Regions from separate parts of the Hordeum vulgare genome. Here region 1 is linked to region 2. Evidence: chromatin contacts called from public Hi-C data. All regions are on one chromosome and are shown on one strand. The core of a region is the stretch at or near the end of the contact, and the rest is flanking DNA. Distances in the headings are between cores, read along the strand shown.

Region 1 (5,752 bases), core at 2,184-4,683, 290 kb before region 2:
TGATATAAACATTCACAATACTAAATCAACATTATTAATTGCATCATGAATTTAAATTTTACATTGTATAACTTTAGAACATCTTCAATAGCCGTCCAAAAAGTGCTTCGCGCGCTGAACTATTCGTTTTTGGGCGTCGGACAACTCCAACAAAGGCTGCAAAATTGTGTGCGCGCTGAAAAGTTTTGGGCATGCGCTGAAAAACGCTGTCGCGCGCAGTATATTTGAGGCGTCGGCTTGCGCGCGCTTCACAATTTACACTGCATACCTTTCGGGCACGCGTTTTTGGGCATCTGCTAAAGCAACGTTGGTCCGAGTATAATAAAAATGCTATAGTGACGCGCTAAATTTTTTATTGGACGTGAATCTTTTGTGTGGCTATTGAAGATACTCTTAGAATTGTAGATGTTGAGATTTTTATTAGAGGTCTAGCCGAGCATCCGTCAATTAGGACGCCTAGCCGAGGGAAGCAGAGTGCTCTGTTTTAAGCGGACACATTGACGTAGGGCATCTCCAACATTATCCATTAAATCGGATGCATCAAATGTCTGCAGACGTGTCCAGGATTGTGGTCCTGAGTGCATCAAATAATTGTATCGGGAATGGCTTTCTCCATTGACGTGAATATGTAGATCAACATCAATTTAGCATATGTTAATATAAGTACAAAAATATATGCAATCACAACCAAAAAGCGATGACGACTGCAAGACCAGCATCCGCCGATTCACACGCTTTGCTGGACGAGGTACCAGGTGACCAGCCGTCGTCAAAGCATCCTTCCTTTCCTTTTATTTGATTAGGCGAGCCGAGCATGCCGTTGTGTTGGCCTTGTGGACGGCGGGACTATGAACATCTCAGTCTGCACCTCTTCCGGTTAAATCGTAGCGGCGGACGATGAAACTGGAAGGAAGTGGGATGAATGATGGCTGCCATCAGAGTGAAGACAGCGGAGAACGGGCGGGTTTTCGCTTGAAAATATTGTAAAATTGTCCAAATGTACGGCTTCTTCCTCAGTTTTGGCTAGGTACGTAGTGTCGAATATCCACTTGACAACCGTGCGGACGTCCGCAAATCGTCCTTGGGAAAGTAGTGGCTGCATCCAACTTCGATGCACCCATGAAGTGAACAGTAAATTTAAAAAAAATCTAAAACTTGATGGATGTGATTATGAGCAAATGTTTTAGGACTTGCAAAGTTTGGTCACCAAAAAACATCAAATGATCTTCATACAAGACGAAATACAAATGATACGCTGCACCCACGTTATTGTTTACATGTTTTTAGTATTTTTTTTTTGTACAAAGCTCCTAGGATGTCATTTCGTCACCAAATTTTACAAGCACCTAAAATATTTGGTCATTATCACAGCCACAAAGTTTTAGTTTTTTTTTAAATGTTTTGCTAAGCTTTTGGTTGTGGATGCACCGTGCGTGCATGGGTGCACAAAAGCCACTCTCATCGTCCTTGTTCTGCTTCCCGTTTGCAAGTATTCGAACGTGTCGAATAACAGAAAATGTCCAAGCCAGTATTGCTTGGGAGGTTTAGCCATGTTTTGGCGGATGGCGTTGAAGATGCCCTTAGTTGATCGTCCTTGTTCTGCTTCGGGTTTGTAAGGATTCGAACGTGTTGAATAACACAATATGTCCAAGCCGTAGTTGTTTGGAGGTTTAGCCATGTTTTGGTGGATGGTGTTGAAGATGCCCTTAGTTGATCTCTAACTAGCTTTTCTCCTTCTCTCTTGCACGCATGCTTTTCCTTCTGGTGGATACGAAACTCTTCATGCAGACAGAGATCGAGATGGTCATAAGATACAAGTTATTGGTGTCGTATCACGCGGATGCTTAACGGGATCGATTTCTTGTTGAAATTAAGGGGGTTTCCTAACTAATGATGCTCTCAATCGGTGCACCCACCACGGACTAGCCCCACTAGATTACTCCCGAAAGAAATTAGAGAGGCAAGACAGGTTCGACCAACCCAGACAGCGAGATCACAACCACGATTAAAAGTAGTCTCTGCAATTTGCCACATTTCCGCGGGCTTTATATTGATCATCGCATCACATGCATGGGCCGCGCTGCAAGCGAAGCAAAGCAAAGCAAATCCCCCTTTGCTCCACCACCAGCATATGCATATCGACCGTCCCTTACGTACCACGATTAACTAGTAGTTATATTAAGCGTCTCCATCTGATGAAGCGTCTCTTTCGCATCACCCGTCGTCTTCGCTTTGCCGCTTGTCTTCTCCAATAATCGCTGTACCAACTCGTGATTAGTTAGCAGGAACAGCACAACGACACCCCATGGCAGCCTATCGTTGCTCTCGTTAAGCAATGTCACTAATTGATTGATCGCTGATCACTCCGAGTGAATAACGGCGTAAATCTACTACACTGCTTTTGCTTGGAAAAAAACGGCGTATACCTTTTTTTTTTTTTTTTTATGTCGCCGTGTGCTTATATAGTATCATCACGATGCATGCATGACGATTCTCTAATCAATTTGGTTACGCAAACGTGTGGCTGGAAGCTCACTCCATCCTGACACAGTAGAGGGACCTAACCATGTTTACCAAGAAGAGGGAGCTTGGTTGGTTAACGTGTTTGCAGGTAGGAGTACGTTGCAACAGCCAGCTGGTCGAGGTAGGTAGTTGAGAGCGAGGTACTCCTATGCCGCAAGGTTAGTGTTCGTCCGTGTGTCCATCTAATCTAATCTAATCTAATCAAGCGTGTCTTGCAAGAAGACCGCCGGTCTAGAAAGCTTGATTGTCTATTTCGTTTCTCTGCTTTTGTCTCACGCTTATTCGCTCACTTAGGAGTAAGTGTCCGGTTGACTTTTGTCGTAGGAGGATTTTTCTCCTGCATTGACGCAAACATCGCTTCCTTCATAGGCTTCTTTTGTGTGTACGTTAAATAGTTGAATAAAACAATGTACACACGGCTGCCGCTGAGCTCAGCTACGGATCCCTTAAAAGCAAGTATAATAAGGTACAGTCAGCAGACTGTAAGGATTAAAATAGTATATTTTTGTTGTAAGCCCAACAAATATGTACTCTTTCGGTCTGTCTCAAAACAAGTGTCGTGTTTTTAGTTCAGATAACTTATAGCAGAAATAAGTCTGAATACTGCATCAAATTAAGTGTTTTCTTCAAGGATGATTAAATTACTTTGATCAAATGACTGCGTATGAATATGAGAAGCGCCTTAAAGGTATACTGATATTTTATGGAGAGGACAGCGCGTATGGCAGGATCTCAGGATCAGAAGCAGAAGCACAAGACTCTTTTGGGAAGTGGACCAGCTGCACCAGAAAGTTGGTGGATCATTTTCCTACGTCAACATCATAAAACACGTGACGAACTTCTCGCCTACATTATCACAGTACACTGTGCGCTGACCGTTGGAAGCACTCGCAAGAGAGGCTGACTGGTGGTCCCGTGAAATGATTAAGCAAGAACTTTCAGATGCATATAGTTTATTGTTAAGGTTGTAACTGCCACGAAGCTTGGTGAACAAAATAATGATAGTGGTAGCTAGCCACATGCATGTTGTCAAGAAATATTGGCTGCACTGGTGGTTGCAGAAAGGCCATGGATTGCTTTAGAAGCACACCTAAGAGCAACTCCAATGAGGTTGGTGATCCATTTCATCTGTCGTCGTCCGTTTGGATCGGCGCACACACAAAAGAGGGTCCAACGCGTCGACTCATTTTGAAAACATGTCCGCTCCATGTTCGCGACGATCCATTTTCGGTCCAAATTTGGGTCTGAAATGCGTCGGCGTGGACGCGAAGCGGACGCGCGCGCCCTCTTGGTGTCCGCCCCAACCACCACGGTCAACATAATTTATGACGCCGCCCTTCTCGGACCCACGCGTCAGCCACTGTGGTTAGCCTTTTTCAATCCGAGCGTGCGGTGGGGTTCGGCCATCTGCTTCCAGAACCCTCCCCCGTCCCCATCTCGCCACCCCTCTGTTTCCTCGTCGACGACCTAGCAGCCATGGACAACGGCGACAACCTAGTCGTCTATGCGTGTGCGATGCTTCCAGAGGAGGTCGCCTACCTGCAGGCTAAGAGGATGATGCACCAGGCGCACGAGCGCGCCCGTGCTACGCCCGGCTTCGCCCAGAACACCCTCGTCGTCCAGCCCCGCGCACTTCTTCCAAAGGAGGCCGTCGACCTTCATGCTAAGATGGCGCCGCGCCTCGCGAACGAGCGCACTCGTGCTGCGCCACCGCCGACACCAACACTACCTGCGCCGGCACAACCCGACCACGCCGCCGCCGCCGAGGATGCCTAGGTTTTTTTTCCATATATAATGTGACGCGTGGACTCTCGTCGGCCTTCGTGGCCGGCTTTTAATGTTTAATTATGCATGTTTAGTGCACGCCGCCAAAAATGGGTCGAGCCAGCGTTGGGCGCATGCGCCGACCCAAACGTCGAAGCAGACGTTCGTGTCTGCCTGGCCGACCCAAACGGACAAAAAGCAAACAAAATTGCCGTCAGTTTGGTCGGCCCGTTGGAGTTGCCCTAAGGTAAGGGCTTTGGGCATCTTGAGCGTAGACCCCTAAAATAGACGTTGTATTCGTCTATGCGTAGATAATGATACAAGAACGAGTCATCCTAGGTTGTTCACATACATGATTTCTATGCAAATAAGATGATTTTTCACTTAAACATAAACACATTTATTACATTTTTAATATATTTCATTGACAAAAACACCTCGAAGTTAACATAAATCTTCGCTGGAGTCCGTTCTTCAAGTCCATGTTGTTCTCCATGCCAAGTATCTTCCGACTATGAGCGCTAGGGGGTGAAGTTGCGGGTCATATGTGAGGAAGAGCAAGACAAGAGACACAAGCATGGCCCACATGGGATATGAAGCGCCGTATCCCACATCCTCCTCTTCCTCGTTGGAGTCCGTGTCCTGGACGTAGCCGGTGGAGGTGAAGTCCATGATGGACGTGGACTGGCTAGTCTTGTGGTCATAGCAGTGCCAATGGCGTTCCCGTCTACGATGGACTACGACTTTGACTCCACCGCCAAGCATTGCATGCGGCCTCATAGAACACTCAATGCTCCTCGACAAAGTTCGGGTCCTCCGGAACCATGGCCGCCACGACCTCTGCACTCACAAACTCATCATAGATTTGGCACTCCACCAGTCGGCGATGCTCGAGGAGGACGGGGTTGTAGCAGTACTCCTTCTACGCCTGTGGGAACATCGACACCGGCTACAGCTCCTCTGGTTGCACCTCCGCCATGACGACATCAAAGTGTGCCTAGCCCCACTCCATGTTGAAGTCGGCATGAACACGAGCAGGGAGGGGTGATGTCTCGTTGTTGGGTGCTTTCTCCATCATTGGGTGTCACCGCTCACCGTCGGCGAGCTCGCCGGCAAGCCGGCCTTGATATGCGGCGCATGATGACCCTATCAACCAACTGCAAGGTCGACCACCTCGTGCTTCTACTTCGTTGAGAGGCTCTCCCAGATTGCTCTATGGGGGTGTTTGTTTCCAGGGACTTTTTGGTGTAGGGACTAAAAAAAGTCTCAAAAAGTCCCATGTGAAACAAACAGGAGGGACTTTTAGGGACTAAAAGGGGGTATTTGGGACTATTTGGAGAAGTCCCTATGAGAGGGTCTTTTTAGGACTTTTTGGCACTTTTTCCAACAATGCCCCTACTTTTAGCATGTCACTTAATAACTACTACTACATTACTAAGGGTAACATGGTCTTTTTGCATGTCAT
Region 2 (6,322 bases), core at 84-2,583:
TTTATGAATAGGTTGGGCCAAAGCAAATATCATCTATGATGTCATAGCAAAGGTTATCTGTCATGTAAGGCTGCTTCTGCCTTTTTTCGTTCTCGAGTAACTCGTTGTTATCCTGATTCCCACACAAGCAAGGATACTAAATTTGGAGCAAAGTACTTAATGCGCAAAATAATTCAGATATCATTATGTTCAATGTACATACTTTACTTCAGATAGATCATGTATTCTTGTAAGTACAAGATGTAGGCACTAGAAAAAGAATGTAATAACATGTAGCCATCTAGAATTATTCGGAGCATTCTAGAATAATATGCCCACTTCCATTATTCAGCTGATTATCTGTTGTGCTTATATAAAGAAAAAATATCCAAGGATTTCAAACAACGGTGGAGAAGGTCGAGGTGATCTAAGACCAGTCAATCCAGTCTTGTTTTGCATACAGATTTGACTATGGTTTGGGTCTGGAATTCAAGATTGAGCATGAACCTATCAGATTTTGTTTCCGTTTTCAAGGGAAGATGTTATATATGTCATGATTGCTGGTATTGGCTCAATTTCTACTACATTTATACAAAAAAGATATGTAAAAATGAGGAAAGTGAGTAAATCACATGCTTTTTGTTACTCAGTTGTTCATATTTAGAACTAGATAGAGGGAAAGAGAGTTGCTAGCTCATACTAGAGTGAAGGTCATTAGGACTTCAATTTTTTGTATAGTACCTTATATGATGGCATGTAGTTTTTGTATATACATATACTTGAGATGTTTCTAGGTAAATCTGGAGCTATGATGAGTTATCACAATAAATTTCGTATATACATATGATGGCATGTAGTTTTCGTATCTACGTATACATGTACTTCTCTTTTTTATCATCTTCCCAAATGTATGTTCTTTTGCCTTACTCCCTTTGATGAGTTATCACAATAAATTCAGGTTTGAAAAATACATGAAGCATTGGTTTGAATTGTTTGGTTAATACAAATTATGAATTTTCAGAAAAACAACTCACCATTCATGAGTGTTATTAATCCATACAAAAAGCAAGAGACACAACATAAATGCGGTAACATATCATGTCATCGTAAATGTTAACATACCATATAAGAGAAACGCACACCTACGCATAGGGTATGATGTCCCGTGGCAACGCACAAGCGATCAACTAGTCATGAAATAATCGTGCAACGGGGCACAGCTGGGAGGTGCGTGCCCCGCAGCCCCTACGAATTTCCGCACATGAATTGGGCTGTGTATGTGTATGAATTGGAATCTTCCAAAGTATGAACACGCTAGTCTAGTTGACGGAAGCCGCTTCTTTAATTTTTCTACTACTACTGTCAGCGTGAAGCGAGGTGGTGTGGTGGTGGGGGGCGGCCGATAGATCTTGACCGACGCCACACGGCCGGACGCCGACAAGCTCCCTACAAATCAGGACACCACCACCTCCTTGCCGGAGTCGTCGGAGCTGGGCAGGGCAGGGCAGGGCAGGGCACCTCCCCTTTCTCACTCCACCACCATCACCACCCCCAGATCCCCTCTTCCTCGCTGCCGACACCCACCCACCAACGAACCAGCCACAGCCCTTCCGCGCGTCCCCGGCGGCGGTCAGACCACAAGCCGCCGCCATGCCGCCGGCCTCCACCTCGCCGTCCACCGCCCCGGCGGCCACCAAGCCGCCCCCGCGCCACCCCCTGGGGCTGGACACCCTCGCCTCCACCAGCCGGTCCCTCTTCGCCGCGGGCCGGCGGTCCCCGGTCACCACGCTCGTCTGCGCCATCGCCCTCCTCGCGCTCATCATGTACGGCGAGGACGCGCGCACCATCGCCGAGCTCTCCATCGACGACTACCTCTACCCGGACGCCGACATCTACAACGTCTCCGGCCTTGCCCCCATCGCGCTGCCCCCGCCCACCTGCGACCTAGCCCACGGCCGCTGGGTCTTCGACAACGAATCCCTCCCCCTCTACCGGGAGAAAGAGTGCACCTTCCTCACCAAGCAGGTCACCTGCCTCGCCAACGGCCGCAACGACGATACATGGCAGTACTGGCAATGGCAGCCCAACAACTGTTCCCTCCCCACGTATGCGCTCGATCGCCTCCTTTCATTTCGTTCCCCACCTTTGCTAGATCTGCAACACGGAAGTGCCAAAGCTTTTGCATCTTCTTTCATGGCTGATCAATTCGATCGTTTGGTTGGTGAATCGTGGATGGATTCAATCAGGTTCGACGCCAGGAGGTTCATGGAGAGGATGAGGGGGAAGCGGCTCATGTTCGTGGGGGACTCGCTGAACAGGAACCAGTGGGAGTCGCTGGTGTGCATGGTGCAGTCCATCCTGAGCAAAGGGAGGAAGAAGATAGTCAAACGGGGATCGCTCACCATCTTCCACGCCAAGGAGTACCGCGCCACTCTCGAATTCTACTGGGCGCCATTCCTTGTCGAGTCCAACTCCGACAACCCCAAGATCCACAGCATCGAGCACCGGATCATACGGCCTGAGAGGATCGAGGGGCACGCCCAGTATTGGAGGGATGTGGACTACCTCATCTTCAACACCTACATCTGGTGGATGAACACCGCCGACATGAAAGTTCGGTCAGTCAGTCGGTCATCTCTGTAAACATTTTATTAGCCACACCATTGTATCTGCTTGAATTGCATGCTAAATGGTAGCTGTTTTGTCTATTCGAATTTTTGCAGGAGACCAGATACAAGGTATTGGTCAGAGCACGACGAGGTGCCGAGGATCGAGGCCTATGGCCGGGTGCTCAAAACATGGTCCGACTGGCTGAACGAGAATATCGATCCGGCGCGGACATCCGTGTTCTTCATGACAATTTCTCCTCTTCACATCAGGTGATTAAAAGTTGCATTTGTGACGATATTTTCCTGCCATATGAGTAATGGTGGTTCATTAGGGTCTTCGGTAAGTTCTTTAGGTCCTAGAGCAATGTTACGACAATGCAACAACTTCATTGCTTTGAACCACTCTCTATGCAATAGGACACCAAACCTAAGCTTAATAATTAAAAATGGTCGTTAAGTCCCAGTCGCGTTCTAGATAAGCAAGCTACCCGCTTTCTAGTATGAATGTCACAATGTCATTGTCCATCAAGTGGAGCTCAGCTGTTAGGTTTGCTCATGACCCACTAGGAACAAAACTGGCCTAATTTCTGTCCCTTATAGTCAGCATGGCAACTGTCAAGTCAATTTCACACTGGACCTTTGAAACCTCCGTATGGTGTTATACTCTTGGTATCATAACATGCTCATGGCACTTAATCTTTAGAACTTTCAAACCTTAATAGTAATGGACCAGATGGATTTGAAAGTTCAGTTTGAAATGTCTCGATGTTCTTCTGGAGGATTGTATGATGATTCACATGCTATCTGAAACCATTAATTAAAGGCAAAGAAACGCCCATATTATTCCTTTAAAGATCCCTACAAATTTCTTGGTGGGTCCGGCTACCAAAGGAGATTAAAAAGCATCATTTGGTACAACAACAAAAGGCAGTCTGTTTCACATGGGTGTGTGGTACAGGGTGTGATGGAAGTGGGTGGCACCTTGTGCACCACACAAGCAACATGCATTACTAGGTTTTGACTTGCGAACACCCTCCAGAAAAGAAAAAAAGAGTTTCCTACTGTATCTGGATTGTCATCTCATTGTTTATTGATGTCCACACATATAAGGTAAGGTATGGTGTATCTCAAGCATGGATGAACTTACGTTGCAGCATTTTAGTTCTTGAAACAGCATATACACAGTAATATGAGGAAATCATATTTCTCCTCGGTAACCTCCACCACCGTAGTAATCTCTTTTTTCAGCCATCGCCGCGGACCTCTGGTGCTCCAGCTTAGGACAGTCAGCAATACGATGCCCAAGGCCACCACATGATGCACATCCCTTTACACCACTCGCCTTAGCGATAGCTTCAGCATCCTCCAGCGGGTCAACGAGCTCAGCAAGTACTGGTGGGATTCTTTGCTTCGCTTCCTTGAGCAAATGCTTCAGGTCAAGAAGCGTAGTCTCTGTCTGGTTCTTGTTGATGAATGTAGTTGCTATTCCAGTTTTTCCACATCGACCAGTTCGACCAATCCTGTGGACATAGTTCTCTATCTCGGCGGGCATATCATAGTTAATCACATGCTGGATATCAGGGAAATCAAGACCCTTTGAGGCAACATCAGTAGCTACCAAAACATCCTTCTTTCCATTCTTGAAGAACTCAATCGCGCCCTGTCTTTCCTCCTGATCTTTTCCTCCATGGATTGCAACTGCTTCAACACCCTTTAGAAGAAGATACTCATGGATGTAGTCAACATCAGCTTTGTTTTCACAAAAGATAAGAGCTGGAGGTGGAGTCTTTTGAAGACATTCAAGGAGGTATATAATTCTGGCATCTTCCTTGACATACTCAACTTCTTGAATGACATCAAGATTTGCTGCTCCAGCTCTTCCAACATTGACAACAACTGGCTTCACGAGGGCGCTCATTGCAAAGTTCTGAATCTTCTTCGGCATAGTGGCAGAAAAAAGAAGGGTTTGCCTTGGTGCCTTGAAATTATCTTTTACCTTGAAATGGTTAAGAACCTCCCGAATATCATCCTCAAATCCAAGATCAACAAGCCTGTCAGCTTCATCTAAAGTTAAATACCTGTACAAATCAAGAAAGCGCTATTAAGAAATTTGAAAGCTGTATGCAGTGCTTTTTAAAGACACACTGGGAGGTTTTACTCCATTTTAAAAAGGTGGTTATCTCCTAGGTAATTGGGGGATATTTAATATATATATCTCTTGGTACTGCAGCATCTAGGATCAGAATGGTGCTACCAAGCCAATCTACTCCCTCCGTCACGGTTTAGAAGGCGTACTTGGAAATTCTCTGGAACCTAGGTGGTTATTGATTGGCTGTGAGATGAGCTAAAAAATAGTATTCACACTACGCATGCATATAGAAGTAGTACAACGGAGTACTAATTAGCTGATAGGAGTAAATGCAACACGCCCTAAACCTTGTCTATTGTGGAAATGCACGTAAATTTAACTGTGCCTTCTAAACCGTGATGGAGGGAGTATCTATTTTCCTACAGAGTTTGATTACTTCCCAATGATGAGGATTAGTTGTTTGATATATCAATTAGGCAAGTTTACATCTAAATTGCTATGTCTGCATAACGATGCCTATTGTAGTCGTACTCGTTGGCATTAACAAAGAAGGACACTGAAATTGTCGTCATTTCATCTAAAATCTTTGTACCCAGTCTATGGTAGCAAGTTTTCATTTAGACTGATCTCGGATCTGGCTGGTGTTCGATAGGAGGGCCTGCAATATAACAATGCCTATTGTAAACTTTGGCATTAACCAAGAGGAAAAACAAAGTCTTAATCTAATCTAAATTATTTTCTACCCATGGTATCATATTCCTCCTACATCCCTCCCCATCAGCCGTATCTTCTGGAAGTCACCCCTACTCTGACGTATAGGTGTACTCTACATCACATTCATGGGATAATTATAGACACGCCAATAATCGCACTCTTAAGTTTTACCCATTGAAAATACACTCACCGGCCCACCCACACTAATGTATCCCTTATTTTTAGTGAAGATCAGAAAAAGACAGTAAGTGTATTTTCTTGAGCTTATTAGAAAACAGGGTTTTCTTCTTGAGAAGCATATCCTGATGTTGCTTTCATATTAGCAATTTAGCGATATCATAGTTTTAGTTCAAACTCAATGATCCGGCTTGACACTAGCGAAATAGTTATATTCTGTTATCTGCCAAAGATATGAAAACACCATATTGATCACAAAACCCAATACATACCTGCAATTGTCAAGGTTCATCTTCTTTTTGGCGAGAAGATCCTTGAGCCGTCCAGGTGTGGCGACCACAATATGTACGCCCTTCTTCACCACATCGAGTTGCGTCCTCATGTCTACACCCCCAATGCAAAGCAACGGTCGTATTTCCGGGAACCCAGCCTGCTTGAGCGGAGTGAGGAACATATCAATGACATCATATGTCTGCTTGGCCAGCTCCCGTGATGGGCAGATGATCATCCCAAAGGGACCCTCCCCAGGCACGATCGGCATCATCATCTCCTCCTGCAGCGCCACCATGATGAGCGGAAGCACGAACACCAGCGTCTTCCCGGAGCCGGTGAAGGCGATGCCAATCATGTCGCGTCCGGAGAGCGCCACGGGGAGCCCCTGCACCTGGATGGGCGTGGGCTGCACGATGCCCTTCTCCCGGAGCATGCGGGAGATGGGCTCGGGGAACCGGAGGTCGCAGAAGTCGCGGGCAGG

What was found. A called contact is a pair of places that touch in the nucleus more often than the background predicts.
Region 1: a Hi-C map of leaf shows a contact between it and region 2, with 7 times the contacts expected there. The contact joins the enhancer-like site here to the promoter of LOC123395529 in region 2. A contact is called at or near these places in 2 of 6 Hi-C or Micro-C datasets (leaf and seedling) and 1 of 1 datasets of contacts at active chromatin or transcription factors (embryo).

The regions. Positions count from the first base shown.
Region 1 is chr5H:333,291,747-333,297,498 of MorexV3_pseudomolecules_assembly, reverse strand. No RefSeq gene overlaps it. Among protein-coding and RNA genes, the nearest start is that of LOC123397453, 77 kb to the left of the region's middle. Within about 2 kb of position 3,433, at least 3 of the 3 cell types and tissues checked have open chromatin away from gene starts, as enhancers often do. A contact at or near this core is called in leaf and seedling, where this site is marked.
Region 2 is chr5H:332,999,362-333,005,683 of MorexV3_pseudomolecules_assembly, reverse strand. LOC123395529 (protein trichome birefringence-like 28) reads left to right here and starts at 1,333. Exons shown (of 4, transcript XM_045090532.1): 1 at 1,333-2,084; 2 at 2,226-2,597; 3 at 2,703-2,858. The coding sequence starts at 1,630. It overlaps LOC123395530 (DEAD-box ATP-dependent RNA helicase 35A-like), which reads right to left. Exons shown (of 2, transcript XM_045090533.1): 1 at 5,841-6,322; 2 at 2,867-4,666. The coding sequence ends at 3,787.